2 separate regions of the Urocitellus parryii genome follow, and region 1 is linked to region 2. A link is a contact called in public Hi-C data. All regions are on one chromosome and are shown on one strand. Each heading gives the region's core, a stretch centred on a gene start, on an enhancer-like site or on the middle of the called end of the contact. The rest is flanking DNA. Distances are from core to core; before and after follow the strand shown.

Region 1 (6,712 bases), core at 1,611-4,110, 280 kb after region 2:
AACAACAAAAAACAGCCAACTTCATTTAAAGTGGCTCCTCTTATCTCTGCTCTGAACATTTCTAGCATGTCTTCTGACCGACTTCCTCTATATATTTAGTTTGCTACCCCACAAGACATTTCCGCTGAAGCATGTACATCCCACTGGCAACTCCCCTCCATCTCTCAATTAAGGATTGGAAGAGCAGGGCATGGTGGTGCACACCTATATCCCAGTGACTGGGGAAGCTGAGAAAGGAGGGTCACAAGTTCTAGGCCAGCATGAACAACCTTATTGAGACCTTATTTCAAAATAAAAAATAACAAGAACTGGGGATATAATTCACTGGTGGAGCACCCCTGACTTCAACAGCAAAACAAAACAATTGGAAGAGAAAATGAACCATTTGCAGCAAGTCCGAGAAATCATTTATTTTCCTATCCCACTTTGATTAGGTAGTTACCTCTAGTTCCATTAGCTGTTGAGTAGAGCTATATGTATCCACTGGACATTCATGGGTTTGGATGGATTCTTGGAGGTAAGAGGTTAGGAGACAGGCAGAGCAGACCCCCTGTAACAATTATTAACCAGGACCCAAACCCACATTTTGGGTCTCCCAGTCGAATACTTTTCCTATCTGAATAAGCAACTTATTAAAATTACTAAGTGCCCAATGGCATACGCCTGTAATCCCAGCGAATCAGGAGACTGAAGCAGTAGGACCTCAAGCTCAAACCCAGCCTCAGCAACTTAGAAAAACCCTGTCTCAAAATAAAAAATAAAAAGTGCTGGGGATAGTTCTCACTGATTAAGCACTCCTGGGTTCAACCCCAGGTACCAAAACATTTTTTAAATACTTTTAAAAAATAAAATTACCAAAGTTAAAAAAAAAAAAGCTTTTTCCAGATTTTCCATTGAAAAGCTGCTAGCAAGACACACACATATCACACTCTGCATTAAAATAGTGTACTATGTACACATGAAAGATTTAACAAATTTCTACAGTACAAATAAGCAAAGTTAACATCCTTGAAGAACCTTCATTATTTTTCACAAAGAAAGCAAACTCTTCCTTAGGATTCTCTGAAGGGCCTGTCCACAGTTTAAATACATATAGGAAGATAGGGTAATTGTTTTCTCACATAAGTAGGATAAACTTTGGTTTTGGGGCAAAGGAAAGCTACTGATGTTCATTAACCAGGACAAGAAGAACAAAATGAAACTTCTGTGACAACTTTGTTACTCTAAACTTACAAAGGTAGAGAAATAGGGTATAATAACCCAAGAATAAACTAATTCAGAATGTAGTAATATTATTGGAATATGAAACACATGAAGTTTTTTTTTTTTTTTTTTAATATTCCTATATTCAACCTGTGCCATGGAGACCAACAGGTTTTTTTGGTTTTTGTTTTTTCTTGGTACTGGAGACTGATCCCAGGGGTACTTTACCACTGAGCCACATCCCCACCCCTTTTTATTTTGAGATACGGTCTCTAAATTGCTGAGTCTGGCCTGGAACTTGGGAGCCTCCTGCCTCAGTCTCCTGAGTCGCTGGAATTACAGGTGTGTGTCAACAGGACAAACCATCTCTTTTATTAATATCGTTACTATTAGTAACAGTAATAGATTCTCACCTTATTTGTCATAAACACTTGATCCCCAGGTGTTCACATGTACAGCACACTATCAGGAGTATATTTAGGATGCACTCCAGTAAATATATTAGACTTCTCATAGACGTGGCTAATCTAAACCAACAACAAAACTGAACTAAACATATCCAACTTCGGAACAACAAATTACTTACAGTGCACCTCAAATGGAATTCTCCAGAAAAAAATGTTTAATAAGGTTGGAAATTTCCAAAAAAAATTTTTTTCCAAACATTTTTGCAAGAGCTTTGGAGAAAAATGAGCACAAGGACACTTCGTGGGAATTTGATACATGAAGGGATAACATTCAAATACAAAATAAACTATTCTGAATTCCTACTGGTTGGGCTGGCATTTCTTAAAAAACAGTGGAGATGTTACGTTTTCATAATGTATTTATTTCATGGCAGCCCCGACATAAAAACTCCTCTTTGGTAATTCGAACTGGGTTAGTCGCAACGGTTTGAGCAGGTGCAGTCCAGAGAAAGACTTGCAGTTTATCCCTTTATCTCTTGAGAAATGGGTTTTGCAGCACGAGGTAGTTGCTCCCTGGAGCATCTATTCTCTGCCCTGTTCATCCAAACGGAGAAAACAAAGGACTCGATCCGGGAATCAAGCCCAGGTCACCAAGCCGCGGAGTCGCCCCGCGCTGGACCCCGAAGCTGTATGCCCCTTAGCTGGCGAGGCCCCAGCCTGATCGATTACGCACTCGGCGCCCCTTCGCACTGCAGCAGCTGCACCGTGCTGGCAGGCGAGGCCGGACGGACAGCGGCGTTGGTCCCTTACACACTCTCGGGGCGCCGGGCCCCCACACTCACCATCTCGATGATCTTGGTCTTGCGGCCCGTCTTCCTCTTCAAGGTGAATATGTACTGGGCCAGCACCACCCCCGCCACCAGGGCGCACACGCTGGCGCTTGCTACCGCGCCCACCCTAGCCACGGCTGCCCGATCCATGGACAGGCCCTAGTGTGCCTCCCGCCCGGAAAAGTAAAGGCCGCTAGCCAAGGCGGCGAGCCTCGGAAGCGCGGGAGCCGTGCACGCCGCAGAGGCACGACGCCCCGCCCAAAGCGCCGCTCTACGCGGGCTCGCCCTGGAGAGGCCCCGCCCACGAGGGCCGAGGGGTGGGGCCTGCGCCCGGATCCCCGGTGGGCGGTGGGGCTTTCCCACAGCCTTGTTCTAAGGAACTGCCACAAACAGAGAGAACTGCGCTAATTCTCTCTGCTGAAATCTAGTAGGCAGTGCTAACGAGCTCCGCCCAGTTGACATCGGATTCCAGTCGCGGCCCACCCAGAAACCGGTCCCGCCTCCTGGGCCTCAGCCTCTCTGGACTACAGCCCCCAGTGGGCTGCGCGGCCGCAGCGTGTGACTTGCGCAGTAGCGTCCGTTGTAAAGTGCTAGAACAGGGCGAGGGCTTGGAGTTTGGCTTTACTGGGGAGGTGTCCCTTCCGCTGGCCAGCCCTTTTCTGCTATCTCGCTGTCGCCGCCTCCTGCATCTTTCCCTCCTCTGTGTTATCAGCTTGACTTACAGTTGTTCTCGCCTGCCGGTCTCTTCCAGGGGATAAATGTTTCCCCTGCTTGTCTTTGGGGGGTGACGGGATACAGGGGAAGCTGGGCACCGTGTTGCACGCCTGTAATCCCAGCAACTCGGGCGACTGAGGCAGGTTCCAGGTCAGTCTCATTTTGCAAGGCCCTAAGCAATGAAGCGATATCTTGTCTTAAAAAGTAAATAAATAAAAAGGGCTAGGGATGTAGGTCAGTGATAAAGGGCCCCTGGGTTCAAAAATCCCAGTTCATCCTGCACCCCCCCCCAAAAAAAAAGAAACCTAATAGGAGAAAAACAGTTTACATACGTGCTTATGGGAGGGCCACAAAAATACGACACTCAAAGAAATGGCCAAGTGATTGAGGTTTATATATCATCCTGAGCCACTGAAGGGAAGAAGAATTTGATGGTTCTGTTACTGGCTTGGTGGGTTCTTGTGCCCTTCATCAGTAGAATCAGATATAAAGACACAACTGCATTGGAAACAAGAGTAAATTGGAACTTCTTGTTCTGGCAGAAGGGAGAAACAGCATTGGCCAAGAGAATATCAAGCTAGTTTCAAAGAGAGATAGTCTGACAAACGTGAAAGGTGGTAGGAGTGGCGTTTTAAGTGCTTTCAGTAAACATCAACCTTGAGGAAGTAGTCAGTGGTTCATCTTATTGTCAGTATTTCATACTAATGCCATGTCCTGGATAAACATCCTTTCCCCTGTGATGAGGATGAATTGACGTAGCTGTTAAGAGAAGATATAGGCGAGGAGTGGAAGAAAACACAAATCTTGGAGGTCCCAGGAATTTGCTGTTTTATTGACACTTCAACAGTTTTATTCATTATGTTGTTTGACCTTGGATACTCAGGAGGAGAGTATCTTGGTTTTAGTGATGCACCTAGTTTCTGATGCTGACAAGACAGTGAATAAGAGGATAGGAAAAGGCACATAGCATGCTCTGAATAGCTAAAAAGCCATGATTTAAGATGGGAGAGCAAGGAAAAGCACATCCCTGGCTTTCAATAGATAAGAAACTATGAGTTAATGTTCCTGGAGTACCTTTGCTTGTTTGATATGTGGGGGAGCAAGTTTGGGGGCACAAGCTATATCATTTGACCCCACCCCCAGTTTTTACTGTTAATCTTAAGGGGGTACTGCTTTTCATGGTGGTCCTATAAGGGGTGGTGAAAGAAAATTATGGGCTGGGCTAGTGGGGCATGTCTGTAATTACATAACTTGTGGGGCTGAAGCAGGGATCACAAGTTCAAGGCCAGCCTCAGCAATTTAGCAAGATCCTATTAAAAAAAAAAAAAGATTAGAGTTGTAGCTCAGTGGCAAAGCACCCCTGGGTTAAGTCTTCAGTTTAAAAGAAGAATTACATGAGAAGTAATATATTGTGACTAAAGAAAGGTTGCCTTGTGCACATGCAAGTCTTGGAGCTGAGAAGTAACTCAGTGGTATAAAGCCTGTCTAGCACTGGTGAAGAATGGAAAGTTTTTCAGGTGATAAAAAGTTGTCTATTTCTTTTTCTTTCTTTTTTTCTTTGTACGTGTGTGTGTGTGTGTGTGTGTGTGTGTGTATGCGCATGCGCCAGGGAGTGAGCTCAACCCTATTTTGTATTTTATTTACAGACACTGAGTTGCTTAACACCTCACCATTGCTGAGGCTGTCTTTGAACTTGCTATCCTCCTGTCTCGGCCTCCCAAGCCACTGGGATTACAGGCGTACACCCAGCAAAAGTTGTCTATTTCTGGTATAGACACCTTTACCAATGAAAATGGCATTTATAGATGTAAATATTCTCTACACAAAAGAGGTTTCTTAATTTAAACAGTTGAAGAGGAGTAGTTAAATATATTTTCCTGCTTTAACTGGTTCTCTCTCTCATATTGTATCACTGAGCTACATCCCTCATCCTTTTTATTTTTATTTTTAGTCAGGATCTTACTGAATTGCTGACAGTCTTCGATAAATCCTTGAGGCTGGCCTTGAATTTGTGGCCTTCCTACCTCAGTCTTGAGTCACTGGGATTACAGATGAGTGCCATCACCCCTGGCAAATTAAGATTTTTTTTTCCATTACTGGGAATTGATCAAGGGTTTCTCACATGCTAGGCAGGTGCCCTGATGTTACTGAAAACTTGGTCCTTGTCCCCAGTACTAATTCATGCCAATTTAATAATGAGGACACAGTTGAGAAAAAGGAAAAAGAAGTTTTATTGCTTTGCTAGCAAAGGAGAAGCACAGAGGACCCCAGGCAATTTAGGTGTGCTTTGACAGTAGGAGGAGGAAAGGGTGTCTCTTCCCAGGTGTGCCCAGATGTTGTGTTGAAATTCACTTGTTAATTTGGGAGATAGTCACTTCCTAGATCTTCCAGTGACATCTCCTTCCTGTGGTAGTTGTACACTGAAGGACCTGTAACTCAGCCTAGGAGAGGAAAAGGTAATCTTGTTCCCTCCCACACCCCACCTCCACTCCCTAGTTAGGAGAGAGAGAGGGTGTTGTGAGGGGGCAAAATTGTGACGTGTATGCAGTCCAGGGAGAAATAAAGAATGTCCACATGCTTCTGCCCCTTTTGAAAGGGTAAAGTTTCTAAGCTGGAAAGCTTGAATGTAAAAGATTAGGTATTATTAAGTTCCTCTGTTACACCCAGAACTTGGAATTCCTGAGATAGTTAAAACAACGCCCTACTGGCCATTTAGCCTAGGGCCCTGTGCAGTTCCTCACAGGGCCCAAACCAATCAGTTTGAATGTGTAACCCGCTTATGAATGACCAATCACCCTCGCCCGACCTGTTCCCGCCAATCACGTCTCAGAGTTGTTGTTCAATTTCCCCGCGCCTCATGATGATTTGTTCTGATGTATGCAAAGCCCACCGCCCTCTCCAAAAAGTGTACTTAAGCTCCACCTGACCTCCGTTCTGGGCTCTGGGCTGCTCTCCCTTCTTGAGTAAGCACGGAGCCCCAGCGCGCTGGAATGGATCCCCAATAAATCCCCTTTTGCCAATTGCATGGAGTAAGTCTCTTGTGTGGTCTCTCCCTCCGACGCTCCGCCGGACCCCTCTTACACTTTCAATGCTTTATTCACTCAAATTACTCAATACAATTTCACTCTATAGGTTCTTAATCAAGAAACAACAACCCTTAATGTTAGGTACTGCAATAGACATAATCAGTTCACAGCAAACAATTCTAGATTAATAAATTCACAGCAAACAATTCTAGATTAATTCTAAGCACTGCAAAACACACTTAATCATGACAGGCTAATGTTAGACATTTCCTCTGCATGCTAAGTTCAAAATTCTTAAGCCTTAGACTTTATGTCCAGCAGATGCACACTCACTTAGACCACAGTGATCAGATCTGAAACCAAGGCAGGCTTTTCCTGATGTGGAGGGTATGACTGGTTGAGGAGAGGGTCCTAGGGAGAAGATACGGCTCTCACCAGGGTCCAGATGAGGTGGTAGAGTTTGAGAGCAGTAAGGATCACACAGATGATCTGGAAATGATGACAAGTAATAGGATGTCAGGTCCTCATGAGG
Region 2 (7,187 bases), core at 1,418-3,917:
AATTGTGGTAAGACAACAGTTTATTTCAGATCTGTGCTGCATGGATATATATTCCTGGATTATAATTTTTATAAGTCTCTATAGTCACCTCTGTGAAGAGCAGTGTCTCATTAAACACTTGTTTATCAGCAAAATGATAATAATGTAAAGAAGTTGTTATTCTAAATTGTTAATGGATCAGTCTGTATATTTGCAGACAGAAAAAAATACTAGAAATTCCCTTGCTTATTTTTCTCTCCCAGTTTTCCCAGTTACATATTGTTAGGTCGGTGGCAGCGACTTGGTGGCGACTTAGAACAAAGCAGCCCACGCTGCTTTGAACATCAATCAGATGCTGGCGGAAACGCCTGTCAATCAGCCAGATTTCCTAACTCCTGTCAATCAGCAGGACCCCCTGGCCAATCCTGGAGTTCAGCCAACTCCCCTGACCAACTCCAAGGGGGCAAGGAACCCTAGAGACACCTTTTCCTGTCCCAAGCCCTTCCCTTCCTGCTGTAAGCCCCATAAAAGTCCAGTCCAGTCAGCTTCCACGCTGTTTCTCCTCAGACCCTTCCCCTGTCCCCTCTGTGGGTCTGATGGATATTGAGTGATATCTCAATAAAGCTTGTTCAGCGGCCCTTTTAAATCTGCCTCCTTTGGTTGCTGCCTGCCCAGCCTGATCTGACACATATCTCCTTTGTTTATAGTATTATTTTAAAGGTAGTAGGGTCAAACCCAGGACCTCTTGCATGCTAGACAAGTTCTCCACCACAGAGTTACATCCTCAGCCCCAAGAATTTTTTTTCAACATTTAACCAACATAACAGATATGAATAGATGATTTAGTCTTAGGTGAAAGCTCCAGGATGCAAAGTGACACACATATATAAAAGCTGTTACTGAGTAGACAGAGTTCTAAGATGCTCTGTCCTTACATTTCTTTAAAAGGCTTTCAGTTAGTTTGGGGCTGGGGATGTGGCTCAAGCAGTAGCACGATCTCCTGCCATGCGTGCGGCCCGGGTTCCATCCTGAGCACCATATACAAAACAAAGATGTTGTGTCTGTCGAAAACTAAAAAATAAATATTAAAATTCTCTCTCCCTTAAAAAAAAAAGGCTTTAAGTAAGACTTAAACTTTAGCTATTACAATTGTTGGAAATATCAGGGCAGTTTACATCAAGAAAATTTTAACACAGCAAATAGTTGACATATCAAACAAGTAGCATATCAAGAAATAACTAACAAATTCTATTTATAGGGAACAATATAATTTTACACACATTTCTGAGCCAATGCCAAGTTTTGTAATATAAAAAAAATGGATGGCAACATACTGAAAATTCTCAGTATTTTATTAACATTAAAACAGTTTTACTGGCCTCGAATGGTAGCACACACCTGTAATCCCAGCAGCTCAGGAGGCTGAGGCAGGAGGATCAAAGCCAGCTTCAGCAACAGTGAGGCACTAAGCAACTCAGTGAGCCTCTGTCTCTAAATAAAATACAAAAATAGGGCTAGGGATGTGGCTCAGTGGTTGAGTGCTCCTGAGTTCAATCCCTGGTACCCCTCCACCAAAAAAAAAAAAAAAAAAAAAAACAGTTCTACTGAATCATAGAAATTAAACTTGACTCGAAAACTGCTGTTTTTCTCAGATATCTTTAGATTAGAATGGAAGTCTTTTACATTTCAAGACAAAATATGGAAAATATCAAATGCTAAAGTTGCCTATACTAAAGGACATGCAACTTAGTGAAGATATGCTTCAATTCCAGTTATTATAGTAATATCAAATTGTATTTGAAGCAGGCAGCTATACTTTATTTAATTCTCAAACTTCCCTGGCTATGACTTTTTAAATCTGCTAGCATTTCTATTATTCACTTTAAATTTATATGAGATTTGTAGATTTAAAATTTTGAAATAATACAATCAATAAAGGAATTAAACCCTAGACAAACATATCCATACATTTTGTGCTAAGCTAAATAGTAAACACATGAAAAGATGGAATGAAAAAAAATTTAATCTTGGGACTAGATAATCATTTTACAGGTCTCCATGTAAACATCCTTTATTGTCAAGGATGTTCTGCTTTAGGCCGTAAAAAAGCTTCCAAACTCTTTTTTGCCCCCAAAGTCTTACAAATTTTAAATGAGAAAACCAAGAAGAAAACAAAAAGCAATCTCGGGTAAGTAAGCAATTTAAAGGTTGAATACACAAGATACTCTGCTTCGCCAATCTGCTTCCTTGTTTTTAAATATTTAAAGGAATGTCAGAGCAGAAAGACTCTAAGCCAGAGGGTGGAGGGTCTTAAAGAGAGAACAGAAGATGTTCACAAAGAAAGCAAGCTAAGGAACAAGGAGGGAAGGGGCATAGATTTTAAGGAGGAAGAATAGATAACAACAGGAGGAGAAAAAAACTTGACGTCAAATCTCAAGAAAGAGGAGCAGGTGTGACCAACAGCGCCCCCAGGACCTCCCAGAGGCCCCGCCCTTGCCCCCCCACGATGATTCCTCCCTGGCCCCGCCCTCTCCGTATGAGCCCTGCCCACCTACCACGAAGGCCACGCCCCTGTCTTGGAGACCTATCTTCCTCTAACCACGCCCCTCCCCAGGCTCCGCCCTTTCCCCTCCGGCTCCTCCCCGGTCCTGCCCCGCCGCGCCTCGCCGGCGGCGGCCGCCGCATCAGGTGACAGCCCGGAAGCCGCGGAAGCGGATGAAGGAAGAGCGGCCGTGGCCGCGGGGGGCGGCGCGGAGCTGCGGGAGCTGCTCTCCTCCTCCGGGGCTCCTGCGCTGCCCTCATGCGGCCCTCTTGTTGACACCTGAGGCCCGCCACTCTTGGGCCTCCGAGGGCCGCGGGGTCGTCCGGCCCTCCGGCCTTGGCGGTTGAAGTCGTCTTGGTGCGGGCCCCATGGAGAAGGCCGGGCGCGGTAGCGAGGGTGGCCCCCGGGGGCCTGTCCTGCACATCGTGGTGGTCGGCTTTCACCACAAGAAGGGCTGCCAGGTGAGGAAAGGGCCCGCGCCCGCATCTGGCCGTTCGCGCGTTCGCGGGCGCCCGCTGCCCTCCACCACTCTGCTCAGCTTGCTTCTCTTCCATCTGCCCCTCAACCCCTTCTTTCTTCTGCTCCTGAGAATTGCTTGATGAGCAGCGGAGGTGCTGGTTGGTCCGTGTAGGTTGTTAGGTTTTTAGGGCCTCCTTTGGTGGAGTGGGAGGGAGGAATGGAGATAGTCCCACTCTCTTCCCCATCCGTCAGTGTCTCCACTGACTTGCGGGGTGTCCACCCATAATGCAAATCCTTACAAAAATCCAGCATTCGGTCTTGGGTTTTCAAGGTTGTGAGCGCAGTGGCTTCCACGCAAATGCCTCAAGTAGGTTGAGGCTAATGCATGCGCCGTGTAGGAAAATCAACTTCCTTTGTTTATGTCTTGGACGCTTTAGAATCTGTCATGCTAGGGTTGGCGACTGACCCCGCCCCACCTTGGGCCTTTTGCTATTTGATCTTGTCCAGAGCTTGCCTTTTGATGAGGTTGACCTCTCTAAATAATTGCAATAATAGAAAGTGTATTCACCAAACAAATTGTACAGATAGACATTTTTTCAGGTTCTTCACTGGATCTTTAACCCAGCATCTGAAATTGGACATTTGCAATCTGTGTATTGAAGGCCAAGGAACAAATAGAAACAGGATTATTTAATGAACCAGCAAACACTGGAAGGCAATGATGTCATAATGTGCCAGAGAACACTAAGGTGAAATGTTTTCTTAAAGTATTGAAAATACTGATTGCTACCACTAGAAGGTAGCTTTTGGGTTTCTGCCTTTCACGGAAGATGTAGCATTTTAGAAGACTTACTGGCAAGAGTTCAGTTGTTAGAGTATGATTACAAACGTGGTGAAGGGAGGGAAAAGATGTGTTTTAAAGACTACTTAAATATAAGATATATTCCTCATCCCTCAGATAAAGACAGCATAGAAAGATACCAAGAAGGATGAAACAGCATCCAATGTAGCACTCACTAGTTTGAACTTACTAGTCACTTTATAACTTTCTTTGGATATGGGTGAAGTAATTGAAACTTCAAAGAGGTAATATGATCTTGCTTGCTGAGGCCACACTGCAAAACAATCCTGGAGTCAGAACTAGCATTGCTTCTCACACCATATGTGTTTATTCTGCTGTTGCATTGTAGAAGTGTCTCAGGGTAAAAAAAAGATATGGAGGCCCACTTCAGAACCACACAGAATGGAGCTTTGGACAAGAAAGAAGAAACTATCTACATTGGTAGGAGATAGGTTGAAATCTCTTAAATTTGGCTGTCGTCCAAAAGTCAAGATTTATTGTGTTTTTTACTTTGTGTGTGTGTGTGTGTGTGTGTTAGAAGTAATATAATTTATATTTTCAGAAAGGAAATGACATGCAGTACTGCTTAGAGATTAGAGAAAACTGAACAACAGGTTTAAGAGACACTTAGTATACAGGGGGCTAAAGTAGCACCTGGAGACTTTGACATTTCTTTGCCTTTTCTGGCTTTGTGTTTTAGCACACAAGTAAAATCACTAGTTTTGTAAAATTAATACTGTACCAAGAGTCAGGAGATCTGGATGACATCATGGAATCACATAGTTCCTGTGACCTCCAACACGTCCAAATAGCTTAATATTTCTTTACTTCCCAGTTCCCATTATCAGATACTTTACAAGAATTTTACAAGAAAGTTAGATAATCCACTCCAACTCCCTTAAATTTCCAGATGAATAAACTGAAATGCAGAGAGATTGGGACTTGAGTATATTTTACAGCTAGCTCACTAATCAATATAATTGCATCTCTCTTTTTTTAAAAGTATACATAATATTTATCATTTTAGCCATTCATAATTTTACAGTTTAGTAACAGGTTCACAGCATTGGGTAATCATCACTGCATTCTGTACCCAAAACTTTTCCATCATCCCCAACAAAAAAAATCTTTTTTTTTTTACCCCTTGTAGTAGTGAGGATTTAACCCCAGTCCTCAGCCACTGAGCTACAGCTTTTCCTTTCTTCTTCTTCTTCTTCTTTTTTTTTTTTTTTTTTTTTTTTTGAAACAGTTCTTGCTAAGAACTTACCTCAAACTTGAGGTCTTTCTGCTTCAGCCTCCTAAGTAGCTAAGATTGTAAGCATGCGCCACTGTGCTCAGCTACATCCTTTTCAGCATTTTTAGGTTGTAGGCTCTTAGAAAATAAAGATGAATTAATTGGGGCTGGGATTGTGGCTCAGTGGTAGAGCACTTTCCTAGCATGTGTGAGGCACTGGGTTCAATACTCAGCACCATATTAAAAATAAATAAAGTTGTAAAAAAACCTTTAAAAAATGAATGTATTATTGTTATGGTCCATATGGTGCTTCACAAAGACTGGCAATTTGGGGGGGGGGTTGGTTTTGTTTTTAATAAACTTGTTAAATATGGGTTACTTATAGAAAACAGTGCAGAGGGTTCTGTCACAGTGCAGTGAAAGATGAGAATCCCAGTTGTTGCTCAAAATGGCTTGATTTATTGCAGCTTTTTAACATTACACCCACCTCTCTTGTATTACAGCAGAAAATGAAGCACTAAAAGCTATAGTTTTTGCAAGAATCAAATATTTATCCTAATGGAACTATTACTACTTCTTAGAGAAACATTTTTGGCTTACTAGTAATCATGTCAGTTTTCTGTTGTTCCTTTAATGGTGGTAAGTTGAATAGATGATACTGTGATTCTGTAGCCTAAAGAGAGTTAAGGTTTGGGCTGGGGATGTGGCTCAAGCGGTAGCGCGCTCGCCTGGCATGCGTGCGGCCCGGGTTCGATTCTCAGCACCATATACAAACAAAGATGTTGTGTCTGCCAATAACTAAAAAATAAATATTAAAATTCTCTCTCTTAAAAAAAAAAAGAGAGAGGGAGAGAGAGTTAAGGTTTGATGAGTGAATCATCTAAAAAACCAGTGGAGATACCAACCAGATTGTGTTAAGAGGGGCTGCTAACCCAGCCAGTTCACTCAGAAAACAGAAAGTGAATGAAAGTCTGACATTGAGTTGATTAAAACTGTCAGTTTAATAAAAAAACAACCAAACTTTTGCTGGAGACAAATTTGTATAAATTCATGGTATTGTATATATAGTATTAGAAAAGGTAGAAAATTTTTTTCATTTTGTTTACCTTGCTTTCCCCCTTTTTAGTCTTGGTTTTTATAAAGTATTAAGAAAAATGTTTTTTTGACCGAGGATACTGGGGAGTGACATCCCCAGACCCTTTTTAATTTCAAGACAGGTTCTCACTAAGTTTCTGAGCATGGCCTTGAATTTGCTGTCCTCCCATGTCAGCTTCCTGGGTTGCTGAGAATACAGGTACGTGCCACCATGCCTGGCACAATGTTGATTTTTTTTTTTTTAACCAGGAAGAAATGAGTATTATAAAAACAACGGACTAGAATTTTCACTGTACCTTATATTCATTCTTAAACTATGTTTCTCACTTATGCAAATTAGTGTCTTTTTAGATGTTTTACAATTCTTATTTTCTTAACCCCTCAAAATCCAAGTTCATTTTATGTTTTAGAAAGTGTGTGTTACACACATCTTAAAATATTTTATGGACACTACTGTTGTTTTTAACCAGTATGTCAGGTGTTATGAGAGGCTGTAATTATGTAAATTACCCTAGAATGGATTAATTTGCTGCCTCATTCCCCATCTTCAGATTTCCTTCCAGGTGTAAAGGATTAAAAGTGCATGGCTTGGGCTGGGGTTGTGGCTCAGTGGTAAAGAGTGCTTGCCTCACACCTGTGAGGCTCTGGGTTCAATCCTTAGCACCACATAAAAAAAAATAAACAAAACAGATATTATATCCATGTATAAATTTAAAAAAAAAAAAAAAAAATATATATATATATATATATATATATATATATACACTTTTAAAGTGCATGGTTCTTTGGATTGTGACTCTTTTTTTTAATATTTATTTTTTTAGTTTTCAGTGGACACAACATCTTTGTTTGTATGTGGTACTGAGGATCGAACCCGGGCCGAACGCATGCCACTTGAGCCACATCCCCAGCCCCAAGGATTGTGACTCTTGACTTGAGATGGTTTTAACTTGCTTGAGTGTGCTTTGTTAACCTGCTTTTTCAACTGTTGCTGTGGGTCAAGTTGATTACCACTTCTTTCTGTGCACTGAGATTAT

The links. Hi-C and Micro-C count contacts between places; a contact is called where the count stands out from the background.
Region 1: a Hi-C map of liver shows a contact between it and region 2, with 3 times the contacts expected there. The contact joins the promoter of Nt5c3a here to the promoter of Avl9 in region 2. A contact is called at or near these places in 2 of 2 Hi-C or Micro-C datasets (liver and muscle).

Annotation. Positions count from the first base shown.
Region 1 is chr3:89,890,724-89,897,435 of mUroPar1.hap1, forward strand. It overlaps Nt5c3a (5'-nucleotidase, cytosolic IIIA), which reads right to left and starts at 2,861. Exons shown (of 9, transcript XM_026401558.2): 1 at 2,453-2,861. The coding sequence starts at 2,590.
Region 2 is chr3:89,606,267-89,613,453 of mUroPar1.hap1, forward strand. It overlaps Avl9 (AVL9 cell migration associated), which reads left to right and starts at 2,668. Exons shown (of 16, transcript XM_026401580.2): 1 at 2,668-2,982. The coding sequence starts at 2,890.